2 separate regions of the Mus musculus genome follow, and region 1 is linked to region 2. The links are chromatin contacts, called in public HiChIP or PLAC-seq maps. All regions are on one chromosome and are shown on one strand. The core of a region is the stretch at or near the end of the contact, and the rest is flanking DNA. Distances in the headings are between cores, read along the strand shown.

What was found. HiChIP or PLAC-seq counts read pairs in DNA pulled down with a chosen protein or histone mark.
Region 1: a contact with region 2 is called in an H3K27ac HiChIP or PLAC-seq map of thymic regulatory T cells, with 9 times the contacts expected there. The contact joins the promoter of Zfpm1 here to the promoter of 6430548M08Rik in region 2. A contact is called at or near these places in 1 of 484 Hi-C or Micro-C datasets (B cells) and 1 of 115 datasets of contacts at active chromatin or transcription factors (thymic regulatory T cells).

Annotation. Positions count from the first base shown.
Region 1 is chr8:122,277,520-122,284,559 of GRCm38.p6, reverse strand. It overlaps Zfpm1 (zinc finger protein, multitype 1), which reads right to left and starts at 2,419. Exons shown (of 10, transcript NM_009569.4): 1 at 2,038-2,419. The coding sequence starts at 2,077. It overlaps Gm39269 (a long non-coding RNA gene), which reads left to right. Exons shown (of 3, transcript XR_879285.3): 1 at 1-139; 2 at 6,364-6,418; 3 at 6,884-7,040. RefSeq lists enhancers at 1-197, 1,562-1,805.
Region 2 is chr8:120,108,778-120,115,783 of GRCm38.p6, reverse strand. 6430548M08Rik (RIKEN cDNA 6430548M08 gene) reads right to left here and starts at 1,632. Exons shown (of 13, transcript NM_172286.4): 1 at 1,467-1,632.

The DNA of each region.
Region 1 (7,040 bases), core at 1,170-3,669, 2.2 Mb before region 2:
CGGCACATCTATCTTTGCGCAGAACAAAAGGCGCACAGAGGCAAGCGGGCAGCTGCAACCCGGCTTTGGTGGGGGCGTGGAGGGCGTCGGCCCCTAGAGCTCAGCCTGCTTCCCCTCCGCACCCTGAGACCCGCCACAGGTGAGGCCAAGGCACCAGGCGAACAGCTGTGAGGGCCTCACGCATGGCCTTGAGCAGAGAGCAGGCGGGCAGGCGCCTCCGCATGGTGACAATCAACGTTCGCATCTTAACGCGTTTAGATCTGCTAGGGGAGGAGGGGCCCGGGCCACGAGTTGCACAGAGGGCTCTGAGCCGCCCCTCGCCCCCCCAGGCCTGCTCTCCTCTTCTGCTCGAGTCGTGGGGCACTGTGAGGGGATCGGAGGGGCTCTCCTGCACAGTCTCGGTCCTAGATCTCAGAGTATGGGGTTTCGCTGACCCAAGTGGGTTGGGCTCTGCTGGGCTCCTGCGGGCTTATCAGCGCTGGCGATCCGTTCCCAACCTGAGATCTCCCTGCCCTAGCTATCTGCATTTCTCATCAAACTGAAACACACACACACACACACACACACACACACACACACACACACACACGCACACGCTCACGCTCACGCACACACACATACACGCGAGAACAGAACCCAGCAGAGGCGCACAGGCGAGGAGGGGAAAAAGAAACCAGAGAACCAGCACAGATCGGGACCTGTGGGTGGCTTTAATTCTTCAGCTGACATGATAGAAGGAGACTTTCGGAAAACAGGTCCAGCACGCATTTGGGGAGTCGGGTTACCAGAACCCAGATTCCTCCCCGTCCCCCCCCACTTCAGTAGGGGGTACTCTCACAAGCTAAAATGCACACTTGGTCCTGGTGGCAGTGTGATGTGGACAGAGGAGGTAGCTCAGGCGTCTGGAGCTGGAAAGCCGGATGCCCAGCCCCCCTCCCGTCACCTCCTGGGCAGCCCAGATGACCTGTCGCTCTCGCCAAAGGGAAGCTCCGGGGAGGAAGCCCCGCGCCCTGCCGGGAGAGGCGCGAAGTTATTATTGGTGTGGCGTGGGGAGGAGCTCTTCCTGTGTGCTTACTCGCTCCTAGAGCAGCCAAGAGGCCCCGCAACCTGGTAGCCCCAAGAGCCCAGGAGGGTCTTACTGTAGGGGGGCACGGATGATGTAGGATTATAGGGTCTGCCTTGCTCGGGAAAGTGCCCACGGGAGAACCTGCGAGAAACTTCACTCGGGAACAACGTTTGAGTGCCTGAGGTCCCTGGATGGTTCAGGATAACCCCTCGGATGGAGGTGGAGAGAGCGGTGCCCATGGGCATCCATTCGTGTAGCGTTGTTAGGGGCAGTTGGTGGGTCGGATCTCCACATGTCCCCCAGCAGGCAGAGGTCGGATCGAAAACTCCAGAGCCGGAGCGGATAAAGGGGGTTTGGTCAGCCAGTGCCAAATGCCTAGGTTGGAGCAGCCTCCACTACCTATTCCGCTGCCTTGTCGCTCTGCAGCCAAAGCGCTGCGGTGGGCGCCGGCCGGTCCCCGCAGTCCCAAGTCCCCCTTACTCCCAGGTCTTTCTCCTTCTGCCTCTAGATACAAAGCCTGGGAGAGTCAAGCACGCCAGATAAGATCACAATTTCAGCCCGTCCCGACAGAGCGATCTTATCAGGATGGGACTTGCAGAATGGAATATTTTAAACTTTATCTGAGCCCAGATCGGGGCCGCCCTATCGCCGCACCATCTCGGATGCGGGGGAGGTGCAGGCTGCGAGGTGGCCCGGCTCTGCTGGAGCCGCGCCCCCAGACACTCTCCTTCCGGCTCTCGGGACCCGCCACCCTCTCTGGGGCCCGGACCCCCTGGGTGCCCATGCTGAGACGCGGGGGCCCTGCCCGCCGGCAGAGATTAGATTACGGCGCGCTTGGCACTCGGCGCGGGGGGCGCGGCGCGGGGTGAAGGTCGCGGGCGCAGCGGGGTTGGGCGGCCGCGCAGGGGCGGCGCGGGGCGGCGGGGCGCCAGCGGGGGTCTGGCGGGCACCACGGGCAAAGTTTGACTCACGCTTGATCTGCCGGGGATTGCTCTGTTTCCTCCTGGACATGTCTCCGGCGCCGCGCGCCCTCGCGGCGGCCGCCTCTAGCCCCTGGCGGGCGGCGGCGGGCGGCAGGGGCGCGGCGGGGTAGCGGGGCGGCTCATGCCCCCGGCCCGCGGGCTCCACGGCTGCCTCGGCCCGCGCCCCCAGCCCGCCGCGCCGCGCGTGGGCCGCCGGCGCCGCCGCGGAGGCCCGAGGCCACGGCCCTGCGCTCGGGCGCGCGGACTGCCCGGCGGGCGGCGGGCTGGTGGCGGCTTCTCTGCTCCGGCGCAGACGCCGCCGCCGCCGCCGCTCAGCTTTTCTCAATGGAACCTGCGAGCCGCGAGCGGCGAACCGGCGGCCGCCGCCAGGGCGCTCCCCGCAGGCTGGCCAGGCGGGCGGGGCCTTCGCGTAGCTGGCGGCGGGCCCCGCCTCTCGCCACGCCCCGGACCGTCCTCCGCGGTAGCGCCTTCCCACCCGTGCTGACCCCGCCCTCAGGCCGTCCTTCCCACTGGCCCCGCCCCAAACTAGCGCTCGTCTTTTCTCTGCTTGCACCGACTTCCGCGTACTCACCCAGCCTGGGCCGGGCCTTCTGTCCTCGCGCTGGCTCCACCCCTCATCTGTGCTCCTCGCGCTGACCCCGCCCTTCAGCCGATTCTTCCCACATTGGTCCCGCCCTTCGGCCGTCCCTCCTCGCGTTGACCCCGCCCCTCAGCCGTCCTCCTCACATTGACCCCCGCTCCTCAGCCGTCCTCCTTTCGTCGACCCTGTCCCTCAGCAACCTTATTACCCTGATCCCGCCTATCAGTTGTCCTCCCCACGTTGTCCCTGCCCCTGCCCCGCCCTCACAGTGACCCTGCTCCTCAGCTACACTCTCTTGTTGACTCCCTTTGCTCGTCCTCCTCACAAGAGCACAGCCTCAGCTGTCCTCAAACTGATCCCGCCCCTTTACTAGTCCTTCCCACGGGCTCCGCCCCTGTATTCCTTGCCACCCTGCTGGCCACGCCCACAACCCGCCCTTCCAGGTGCTGGCTCCGCCCACGTCTCCTCCTTCTTTGCCTTCGCCACGCCTCCGTAGGCCCGCCTTCTCCCTGGCCCCGCCTCTGCTCCGTAGTCCTTCGCACAGGCCTGGTCCTTCCCCGCCCCCAACACAGGCCTTGCCCACGTCTGTCCAATCCTCAGCTTTGTCCTCACCTCCTCCGGGCTGGCCCCTGGGCTGGCCCCAGGTCGCGCCGGCCTTGTCCCGAATTCCCACCCTCGTTTCTAGATAGACCTCTAGCCTTCTTAGTTAGTTGTAGTTTCCTGAGGTTATGTCCGCAGGCCTATTTAGGACTTGGAGACCTGTTCTGCCCCTTGGAGACCTGTGCAGCAGCCCCGCGGCACAGGCCCCTAGCTTGTCTGGCCCTGCCCCTCCGCTCTGGAGCTCCGCCCCCATGGCTTAAGTTGTGCTGCCCCTTGAAGCTGTGCCTTTCAGGGAGCCAGCAGTGGGGTCTGGATGCCCGAGGCCTGGACACTAAATTTTTGCTGGACTTTGAAAGTTGACAGAGACTCTGATCCAGAAGGAAGCTTCAGTATGAGATTTGCAGCTTCCGATGACTGTGGGTAGCCTCAAGTGGTTCAGTCTTATGCCTAATTGGAGGGGAGGGGAGGGAACCTCAGGTTTTTCCTTCTTGAACTCAGACCTGCCCGGAAATCCGGGAGGAGCCAGAGGTCAGCTGGCCTTGTTTAACCGCAGCCGATGCCACAGTGAACATCTGCCAAGGAGGTGTTCCCCCATTCCCCCAGCTTCCTCTGCTGTCACAGCCTAAGGAGGCAGGTTTCCAGTGCCCACGCAGTGTGCTCCAGACCCAGGTCAAGAATGTGCCTCTTGTTCTGTGAGGATATTGAAACTTGAGACATGCACAAGATCAACGCAGCTTCGGATGGGGTCATGTCCTCATCCAAAGCAAACCAAATGGGCACCGTTGATGTCTACTGCCTCTCTTCATAGCACACAGAGAATCAGAAAGGTCTCCACAGAGAAGACACATGGTCCCCCACCTACCTGGTAGGCAGTCTTCGGTTGGTACAACTGTCACCATCCATGTCCCCTTGGAAGTTTGCCAGATGCCAGGTACCAGGCGTTCTGGGTATGAGACCTATTTCTTTACAGCTTCTGATACTGAGGTCCTTGCAAAGAAGAGAGAGGTGGTCGCCTCTTCCCTGACACCCTGTACACTCAGTGAAGGGCACTGTGCAGGACTGGCTAGTGGGACTGAATGCTGCCCCCTCTGTTGGTCATACAGGAACACCAAGGCCCAGATCCAAGATTTGTACAAGGCTGTCTGGCTTTCTAGCTCTTCTCAGAGGAGCCATCCTTCTATAGCTGGGGTCCCCACATTGGCTGGGTCTTCTCAGTCTAGTAGCCCCAAGATGCTTACGAACTGGACAAGGCATAATTTGTCTATTTCCATCTTCTTAAGGGAAGAGCACTTTACAAGGAGATGAGGCTTAGGGTCTGGGAGTCCTGGGAGGTGACTAGAGGCTGGCATATGGTGAGAGGCTGGGTACTCGGTAAGTAACACTCAGGCTGGAAGTGCTGGATAAGAGCAGCGTTGAGTGGACATCTGAGAGTCATGAGAGAAAACTGTGGCTTTTGATTAGTAATGTCTTCCTGGGATGCAGGAAGGTGAGATGGGGCCATTCTTTGCCCGACTTGATTTACTTGTATGATGCTATGTATACATAGCCCAGGCTGGGACAGAAGGACATACTTAGCTAGCAACCTAGAGCCTGCCGGCCAGGACAAGCTGCATCATTTGCAGGGCCCAAGCAAAATGAAAATATGGGACGCCTGTTTTAAAATGAAGAATCCCAGACAGCCTCCCATCTGGGGACATGTGTCCTCCCAGATTCTGTGCCTAGCAGAAGGTCCTGCCACGGTCTGGGCTCGCAGCTTCCTGATGGCCTTCCTTTCTCTATCTTCCACCGAGCTCCCACTGTGGACCCCAATTTTCCTGCCTCTGTCTACTGGGAGTGGCAAGTTCATGACCAGAGCCAGCAGGGAAACAGGATCGATTCAGCTAAGGGCCTTATAGCCCTTAGATTCTTTGTGGAGCAGGAGGACTCTGCTCAGGGCAGGGAAGCCCTGCTGTGATTGCAGGGACTCCTGCTCTTCTGGGGACCCAAGGCTTAGTAGCAAATCCTCTGAAGATTTGCTGAGAGGCGTGAAGGCTGCCAGCACCTACTCTGGGCACACAGCATGGGTGCCACTGTCAGCACTTTTGGAGCCCCCTTCAGAACTGTCCTGGGTTTTCTCCTGGGACCCTGTGTAGGTCTCAATGGGTGACGAGGCATCTTCCAGGCAGAAAGCAGCAGGGTGTTCCTAGGTATAGGTCTAACTGCCCTTCTGTGGTTTTGAAGGGCAGGACCTTGGAAAGGACTCCACAGACCTCAGTCCCTGTCCCCGGGGGCTCTAGGTTTATGTCTTGTCTGGCTGTGGTTCCACTGCCCTATGGTTGAGTCCATGCCTGGTGGGCATGCTCTGTGATGGTTCACCCCCTGCAATGGCTTTTGGATGATGACCGGGAGACTGATGCTAGATCTTGAAGGAGAAAGAGGATGCCGGGGCTGGAGATGCACTGATATGGAAGCTGCACTGATATGGAAGCTGGGAGGCTCGTGCATGGAGCTATTGCTACCTGATGCCAAAATACACGTGAGGCATGAGGCCGTGGCTGGAGATCAGGGCTACAGGACGACTGTACGCCCCGATTCCTCTGTCCCTTCCAAACCTCACTGGCTCCCGCAGCTACCTAGTCTCAGTGGCCTCAACTCCCGGTGGCTCAGACTCTGCGACTGGGCTTTCACCACATCTCCTCCTGACCTGCCTCACTAGCATCCTGACTGCTGCCCCCAGCTCCCCGAGAGTCATGATGCTAGCTACACCAACACTTGTCTTAGCTGGGTGATGTGGTACATGCCATTGCTATGGAGGCTGAGGCAGGAGGATTGCTGTGAGTGAGATCCTTCTCAAGGCCCTACATGTGGCCACTGGGCCTTTGTATTAGTTGCTCGGGTACTGTGGGCACCCTTCCCTCCCATTGCCTGGCCCTCCCTGTTCACTTTTCAGGAGGGAAATCCCTGTTCCTCTCCGCTCCAGCTTGTAAGGCAGCTGCAGGCAGGCCCTCAGCACTAGGGGCTTCATCATCTCTCACTGTCAGTGGCAAGGAGGGGGCATCATGGTGGCATCATGGCACCAGCCTCCGTGCCTGTCCGTGCCTTAGCATAACAGTTTCTGAAGGAGGAACTGATACAATTACCGTTTGTCTTGTCAGGTGGATAAATGGAGGCTCAGAGAGGTGAAGTCACTTGCCTGGAGCCACACAGCAGGTAAGAGCAGAGCAGGACTCCCTCTGGAAAATGCCCTGTCTTAGAATGGATGTTGAATGCTGTTTTGGGGAAGAGGCTCAGGTCTTTCCCTACCCCCTGCCTGGGTCAGGCCTCTCTTTCTTCCTCTACTGTCAGTCATCCCAGGCCCTGAAGACACCAGGCAGCCCTGCTAAGGGCCATCCTGACATTTGTCACCACCAGCTCTGTGAAGGGTTTAATTAACTTCCTGTCTCAATAGAGGATAATGAGTTTTCAACACCATGTGACTCCCCGAGGAGGTCAAATGGCAGCCAGGATGTCAAAATAAATTAAGTTAGGAACTGGGAGGCCACTGAAGGAGGCAGGTCTATAGAGAGCTCCCCCATCTGGCTGGCTGTCTAGGCTGTGTGTGCTTCTGGCCTGTTTTTCCTGGCTTTGACTGGCTCTGGGGAGAGGGCTCAGGCAGGTCCTTGTCCCTGTTCTCAGCCACCAAAGATGTCAGAAGACAACACCATCTGAAGAAAGAGCTGGCTCGGGACATTTGCACAAGCCCTTCCACCTGGCCTCCAGGGTCAATGTACACAGCCAAGGTCTCTAGCAAGCGTGCCCTGACAGTCAGCCACCACAGGCTTATGCCTAGATG
Region 2 (7,006 bases), core at 383-2,882:
CCTCTCTTTAGACGTGGTCTTGTTATACCGCCCAGGGTGACCTTGAACCCATGACACTCTTTTCTCCGCTTCTGGAGTACTAATAGTAAGTACAAGTCTATACCATTGCATCTGGCTTTTGAAATTTCATTTTTTAGTTGTTTTTATTGTTTAACTTTTTTGTATGCGTGTGACTAGGGGCTTGAGGAGGCGAGAAAAGAGCATCAGATTCTGTGAGGCTAGGGTTACAGGTGGCTGGGAGCCCCCTGAGGTGGGTGCTGGGAACTGAACTCTGGAGCTCTCAAAGATCAGAATATGCTCTCAAGGGCTGGCTGAACCGTCTCTTCAGCCCCTTGACGTTTCCTTTTAACTCGATGACTTTCCGCTTGTGAAAGGAAGACGAAGAAGGGAGAAAAGGAAAGAAAGCCGGGGTATTCACATGACTTGCCCACTCAATAGCTCTCTAGGGGCGCAGGGGGTTGGGAGGCTGTCCTCAGAGAAGCTCCCTCAGCGCCATTTGGGGTTATTCTAAAACCACTTACCTTGGAAGAAACAAACATTGCCATGAAGATAGAATGCATTTAGCATCTGCGGAGATAACTCACTTCAATTTCTTTAAGATTTGTGATGCGCGTATACTTGTGACATTCTCAAGAGATAGGAGTCCACTCCACATGAGCTGACACAGACCATCCAAAAGACAACCATCCCAAGAAACTTCTGGATTGCAACAGAGACTGAGCTAGCTCATCATCACCAACCAGAAATCACCAGTGTTTGAGGGGAAAAGAAAATCCCAGGTGTCAACTTTTTCCACGGAGCCCGTCAAAACAGCTTATCTGCCATCTTGGTCCTCAAAGGCCTAAACATCCCTACTTCTGACCACAGTGTGGAAAAGAGGGAAGGGATGCGGCTCACTAATGCCCGAGCCTCTTTGCCCTGTCTTGGGGTTCATGCTGTGTCGCTGTCCTGCTTTCAGGATTTGGGAGGGAGGCAGATCGAAGGGAATGAATCAGAACCTCAGCATCGGGTTACAGGCTGGATCCCAGCTGGGGCGAGGGTAGCCCGGCCTGCCAGCTGCCAGCTCACCTCTACCTCTGACTCACCACCGGGACAGCTCCACGTCGGGGGCCCAGCCCGTGCCAGCGCACCTGCGCCGGCAGAGCCGCGCTCCCGCTCACTCCGTAGGTCGCACCCGTGTGCGGCACTGGACTGGACCGCCGAGCCTGCTTCCTCCTCCCCTTGTCACCTTCCCACGTCTCATCAACCCTGCAACTCCGGGCGAGCGCAGACCCGTGCATGACTGGGTCCGAGTCTTCCCAAATCCTAGAAGCGGCCTCGGGGTCCGAGCCTTCCCAGCCCGCTCCGGCGCGGTCGTGGCCTCTGAGCAGCTCGCGGCCCTCCACTGAGACCAGCAGAATGACAGCCCTGCCCGCCGCACCGGCCGTCCAGCCGACCCGCCCACGCCGCCAGCGACCCCTCCTCACCGGTCCCGGCGCAGCCACGCCGCACAGCCCCTCGCGAGCGCAGCACCGCAGCCCGAGGCCCTCTCGCCGCGGCGGCCCGCGGGACCGGGCAGGGGGGCGGGCAGGACGCCGTCGGGTCTGCAGCTGCCGCGGATGCACCGCGCGACCAGCCGTGCCGGGTCCTTCTGAGGCGCGGCGGAGCGGGCTGTCAGTCAGCGGGAGCGCCCCGCCCCTTTAGGTGCACGTGACGCGCGAGCAGTCGGGCCCTTTGGATGTGTCGCGGAGAGAGTTGTCAGTCAACAGGGGGCGCCACGCCCAGTCCCACCCTCCTCCCCCGCGTGACGTACGAGTTCTCTGGAGCAAGCCGGGAGCCACGCCTCCAGAGCACCACGTGACTCGCGAGCTGTCACTTTTGCTGGGAGCGCCGGGCCTCGCTCAGCTCCTGTACGCAGGCGCGGGAGCGCCCCTTAGTCCCTGCGCCTCCCGACAGCCGCGCGGGTTCGCTCAGGAACAGAGTTCCAGCAGAGGATGACTAGGTCGCGGCGTTTTTGCGCGCAAAAGTGGTTTGGGAGAGGAAGGTGACCCTCGAGGCTGGTCTGGCCTGGGGTAGCAGAGTCCCAGCGTAGGTCCCGTGGACCCACACGCCTTTGAAGGCGCGAGTGGCCAGCTGAGTCCCGTTTGTCTTCCGAAAGGCGTGTCTTTAAGAGGCCAGTAGATTTGGCTCTTTTCATAAATAGGAGTAAGCACAACGTCCAGCCATTCAGCTTCTCCCACATCTCTTCAATAAAGAAATAACAAAGAGGCTGGGGGGTGGAGCTCAGGGGCGGGTCACTGCCTCTGAGTGGTCAAGGTCCTGACTCCCATGCCCAGCACCAGGGAGGAAAAGGAAAACTAAAGAAAACCAAGGCCGAACTTCTGGGATTTTTCTGAAGTCCTGAGGGTTAGGCAGGGGGCTGGAGTTCTGCCAATCAGGAAGATGATATAGATGGTGGTAACCGAGCACCTGCCCTTTGCTGACAACAGATGGGAAGATCTGTCCAACTAAGGCTTCTTGGGAAAGTTTAAGAGAGCCTTAGGAAAGGCTGGGAGCTAAAGTTCTTGGAAAGTTTAGGGACACGTGGCCACCCCAGGAGAAGGTCTCACACCTAGACGTCTGCGTGTGAGAACTTGGTGCCAGCTCTGGAGGGAAAGGGTGGGTGCTAGCCCTCATCCTTGTGTGGACACTAAGGACAGCTGCTCTGAACAGAGTCCAACAGACTATAGATAAGGCTCAGAAAAGTTGTAGAATGTGAGGGGACAGTGCCGGGGCTAAAGGAACCCTCCCCTGTTTCAGAGAAGGAAGATGGCACTAGGTACCAAGTTCTGTAACCCTGACCTCACCTAGACAGCTGTTGGGGAGCACTGAAGACAAATGTAGTCACTAAGGGATCCCATTCCATATTGAGGAACTCTACTTCTCCTCATGAGATTTAGTGGCATTTGCCCTGCCTTCTAATAGGCCTCTGACCTCCTCAGGAAGTTGGACAGAGGCAGATGACATGACATTTAAAAACGAGGAAGAACCTTCTGCAAGCCACAGACAAGTGAACTTGGTGTCAACCTAGGAAGTACTCAGGGTGGATGACTCAGATCATATCGGTGGCCCCTCTGAAAATGAAGCGCTGAGACACGAGACACAAGGAGCTAGATAATGAGGAGGCTGGGCTGTGTCTTGGTAGCTATGTTCTCCGGTGGTCAAGATGTTCCTCTGCAGGTAAACATCCTTGAATGTGCAGATAGGTTGTCCATTTTGTCAGAGACTAAGGTACCATAGGGCTTTCCCAGTTGCCACATGTGGGCATTAACAAAGATCTGCATCTTCAGAAGACCCCCACTTTATCATGCTATCATTTATATTGTGGTGGTGTGCCTCTCTGTGGGCTCTTCAAGAGGATCATGGGTATATCCTAAAAGGGAGATTTGGCCAATCATGATTTGGGAATGGAAAAGAGACATCATACCTTATAATCATAAAATCGGCCCGGCAGAGGTGGTGCACGCCTTTGATCTCTGCTCTTGGGAGGCAGGGGCAGGTGGATCTCTGTGAGTTTGAGTCAAGTTTGAGGACAGCCAATACTAAACAAGGAAACCCTGTCTTGAAAAACCAAAACCAGGGGGCTGGAGAGATGGCTCAGTGGTTAAGAGCACTGACTGCTCTTCCGAAGGTCCTGAGTTCAAATCCCAGCAACCACGTGGTGGCTCACAACCACCTATAACAAGATCCGGCACCCTCTTCTGGAGTGTCTGAAGACAGCTACAGTGTACTTTCATATAATAAATAAATAAATAAATAAATCTTTGAAAAGAAAAGTGTCTGAAGACAGCTACAGTGTACTTTCATATAATAAATAAATAAATAAATCTTTGAAAAGAAAAACCAAAACCAAATAAAAATAAGTAAATACACGGCTACACAGAGAAATCCTGTCTTGTAAAACAAAACAAAACAAAAAAAAAACAAAAAAAGTAAATAATCCTAAGATCTTCCCTTAAAACCACAATGTGGACCCACTTGGACATCCCACTCCAATCTTTCTCTGAAGTATAGCTTTGACTTGCTGAATAGATTTTTACTTAAACTGTCCATGTCTCTTGACTGAATTCTTTCCATTGAGAAGACAAGAGGCTCCCTCTAGAACCTGCAACAATGTCAAAACTTGTTTGCTTTATTTGATGGCTAGTTTACTTTATTTCCTGTTGTGGATATGCAGATAAGGGGCTGTGGTGAGAACGCCATCTCCAAACAAAGGCAGGGTGCCTAACCTTGGCTGCCAGCTCGCTTGGATCGGGGATCAACTAAGAGACCAACTTCTGATCTGGTGTAAGGGTATTATTTCCAGAAAGGATTAACTTAGGAGGAAAGCCCTCCTCCCAGGGTTGGTGGCACCTTCTATGGGGGGGGGGGGGCGGATAAGATGCAGGGGGAGAAGTGGTGTTGGTTTAGCCTCTGCCCCTTGCTGGTGAGCACATCTGTGCTCTTGCTGCCACCAGCCTTTGCTGACATCAGAACCCAGCTTCTCCGTCCTTCAAACATGGACTACAGGCCAGCAGCCTTCAGTGTCACCTCAAGGACTAATCAGCCACCAAGTTCTCTGCCTCTCTAGCATACAGATGGGCACTGTTAGGCTGTCCAGCACCTGTCACGTAAGGCGATCTAATACACCTCCTCTGTAGCCCATATTCTGTTCTGCTCCCCTGGAGAACTCTGACTGACAGGTGGGGTCTGCCAGGATTCTTTCCCTTAAAGGATGGTTATTAGGGTCTTTTGTGCCCTATAAGCGGGGCTTAGGGAGTTATTGCTGGGAAGAGACAGAATGACCAAGGTAACTCTTATAAAGAACAGCATTTTACTGACTTAGTTTCAGAGGTTCAGTCCATCATCGTTGTGGTAGGAAGCAGGGCCGTGTGCAGCAGACTTGGTGCTGGAGTTGCCAAGATGTCTATATCTTGATCTGAAGGCAGCCAGGAGGAGACTGGAATTCCATACTGGGCAGAGCTTAAGCACAGAAACCTCAAATCCACCCCCATAGAGATGCTCTTCCTCCAACAAGGCCACACCTACTCCAACAAGGCCACACCTCCTAATAGTCCCACTCCCTGTGGGCCAAGCATTCAAACACTTGACTCTATGGGGTACCCTTTGAAGAGGCATCTGTGGGGTCCCATAATTTAAAAGCCCAGCAGGCTCTAACTGCACAAAAGATACCACTAAAACCCATCTCTTCCTGCCTTGACTGTGCTGGCTAGTTTTATGGCAACCTGACTCATGCTAGTCATTTGGGAAGTAGGAATCTCCGTTGAAAAAACATCCCCACCAGATTGACCTGTGCGGCAGTTTTGGATTAACTCACAAGGGCCCAGGTTATTGTGGGAGGTGACGCCCCTGGGCGGGTGCTTCTGGGAACTCCAGAACAGTAGGCTGAGTGAGCCAGGAGGAGCAAGCCAGTAACCAGCACTCCAGTAACCAGCACTCCAGTAACCAGCACTCCAGTAACCAGCACTCCACCAGGGTTTCTGTTTCAGTCCCTGTTTCCAGGTTCCTGCTGGCTGGCTTCAGTGATGTGCTGCTAATGCAGTTGCTTTTGGTCATGGTGTTTATCCCAGCAATAGAAACCATTCCTAACTAAGACACTGCCTAGATCAACTTCCCTCCCAGATTAGGTTCTTCTCACACACTGGCCTCAAGCAGCTCCAGGCTTATATTGTCTCACCTTGGCAGCCCAGTGGACCAAAGGGGTTTTCTCTTTTGATTCTTCCAGCAAAATCCCATAATTTGGTGGAAATGAGCCATCCTTAGAGCCTGTCCCTGAAGCCAGCTCACCAGGACAACCAGACTGGATGAGTCTAGAGAGTGGTGTGTGCCAGCCCCATGGTGCTGACTGGTGCCAGAGAAAGGTGATTTCCAGGAAACAGGGGTGCTCTTGCAGAAGAGGGGCAGACAACAGGTATCTAGGACAGTGAGCTGGCTAAGGTTCCAACATACCTCCCTACCCTCTGTGAGGCTAAAAAGTGAAAGAATGGAAGTGACCAGAGATGACGGGCTGAAAGGCAGAGAATTTTGGGATTGGAATGAAATGTTTCGGGGGGAGGCGGGGAGGGATTCTACAGGTGGCTGGGCAGGAGAGCACTGCAGTCCACTCTTAAGGGACATGTCAGTGAGTGGGGCATGACAGAAAGAGTGACAAGAACAGGCTCAGCTTTCAGTAAGCAGCCATTTCTAGCCCCAAGCATGCATGGTCCAACCAAACACCTGCCCTCCTAAGTACCTAACCTTCTAAGCACCCATTCCACCAAGGACCCATCTCACCCAGCACCTAAGCCACCATGCTGGCTGCTCCCAGAAGCCTCTGCCCACGGGTGAGGTGAAGAGCCCAGAACAAAAGATTTGAGGAACACATTGCCCCACTTCGGGTTTTGGCTTCCGGGGCATTGCTCAACACTGTAGGGTGTGGAGTTTCAGTCATCAGGCCTTCCTAATCTGGCTGTTGACAAATTTACCCCCACAACCCAGTGGGAAATGTCAAACAACCCAGGCAGCTTTCCAGAGCACATCTCTGCTTCCCCACAGTGCTGTCTTTAGGGCTGTTTCCCCAGCATTTGTTTACAGGGGCTATAAAATCCAGTGCCTAGATGGGTTCTCATCAAACACTCTGCTCCCAGCACCCAGGCCACAAGGCAGAGTAACTATTTCCTGCACCTTCCCTTTCAATGGAGCTAGAACAGCCTTGGCTTTCCTAAGGCCATTTTTGCACGTTTTCGACAGGAATGCCATGTGCATTCTTGGCACTTTGCTTCTTCTACGTAACATCACATCGGGTGATTCATGCTGTCACCTTCTTGTTACTTTAGAGCATTTCTGCGTTTTCATGACTGCCTACAATGTCTGCTGCCCAACAGACAGAAGTTTATTTATCTGCCCTGCACTTCATGGACTTCAGGTTATGTTAGGTGTGGGGCACTTTGGGGCAGTGTCGTGTCCACACCAGCAGGGAGCAGAAGCTCTGACTGCTGCTGTCCCTGTG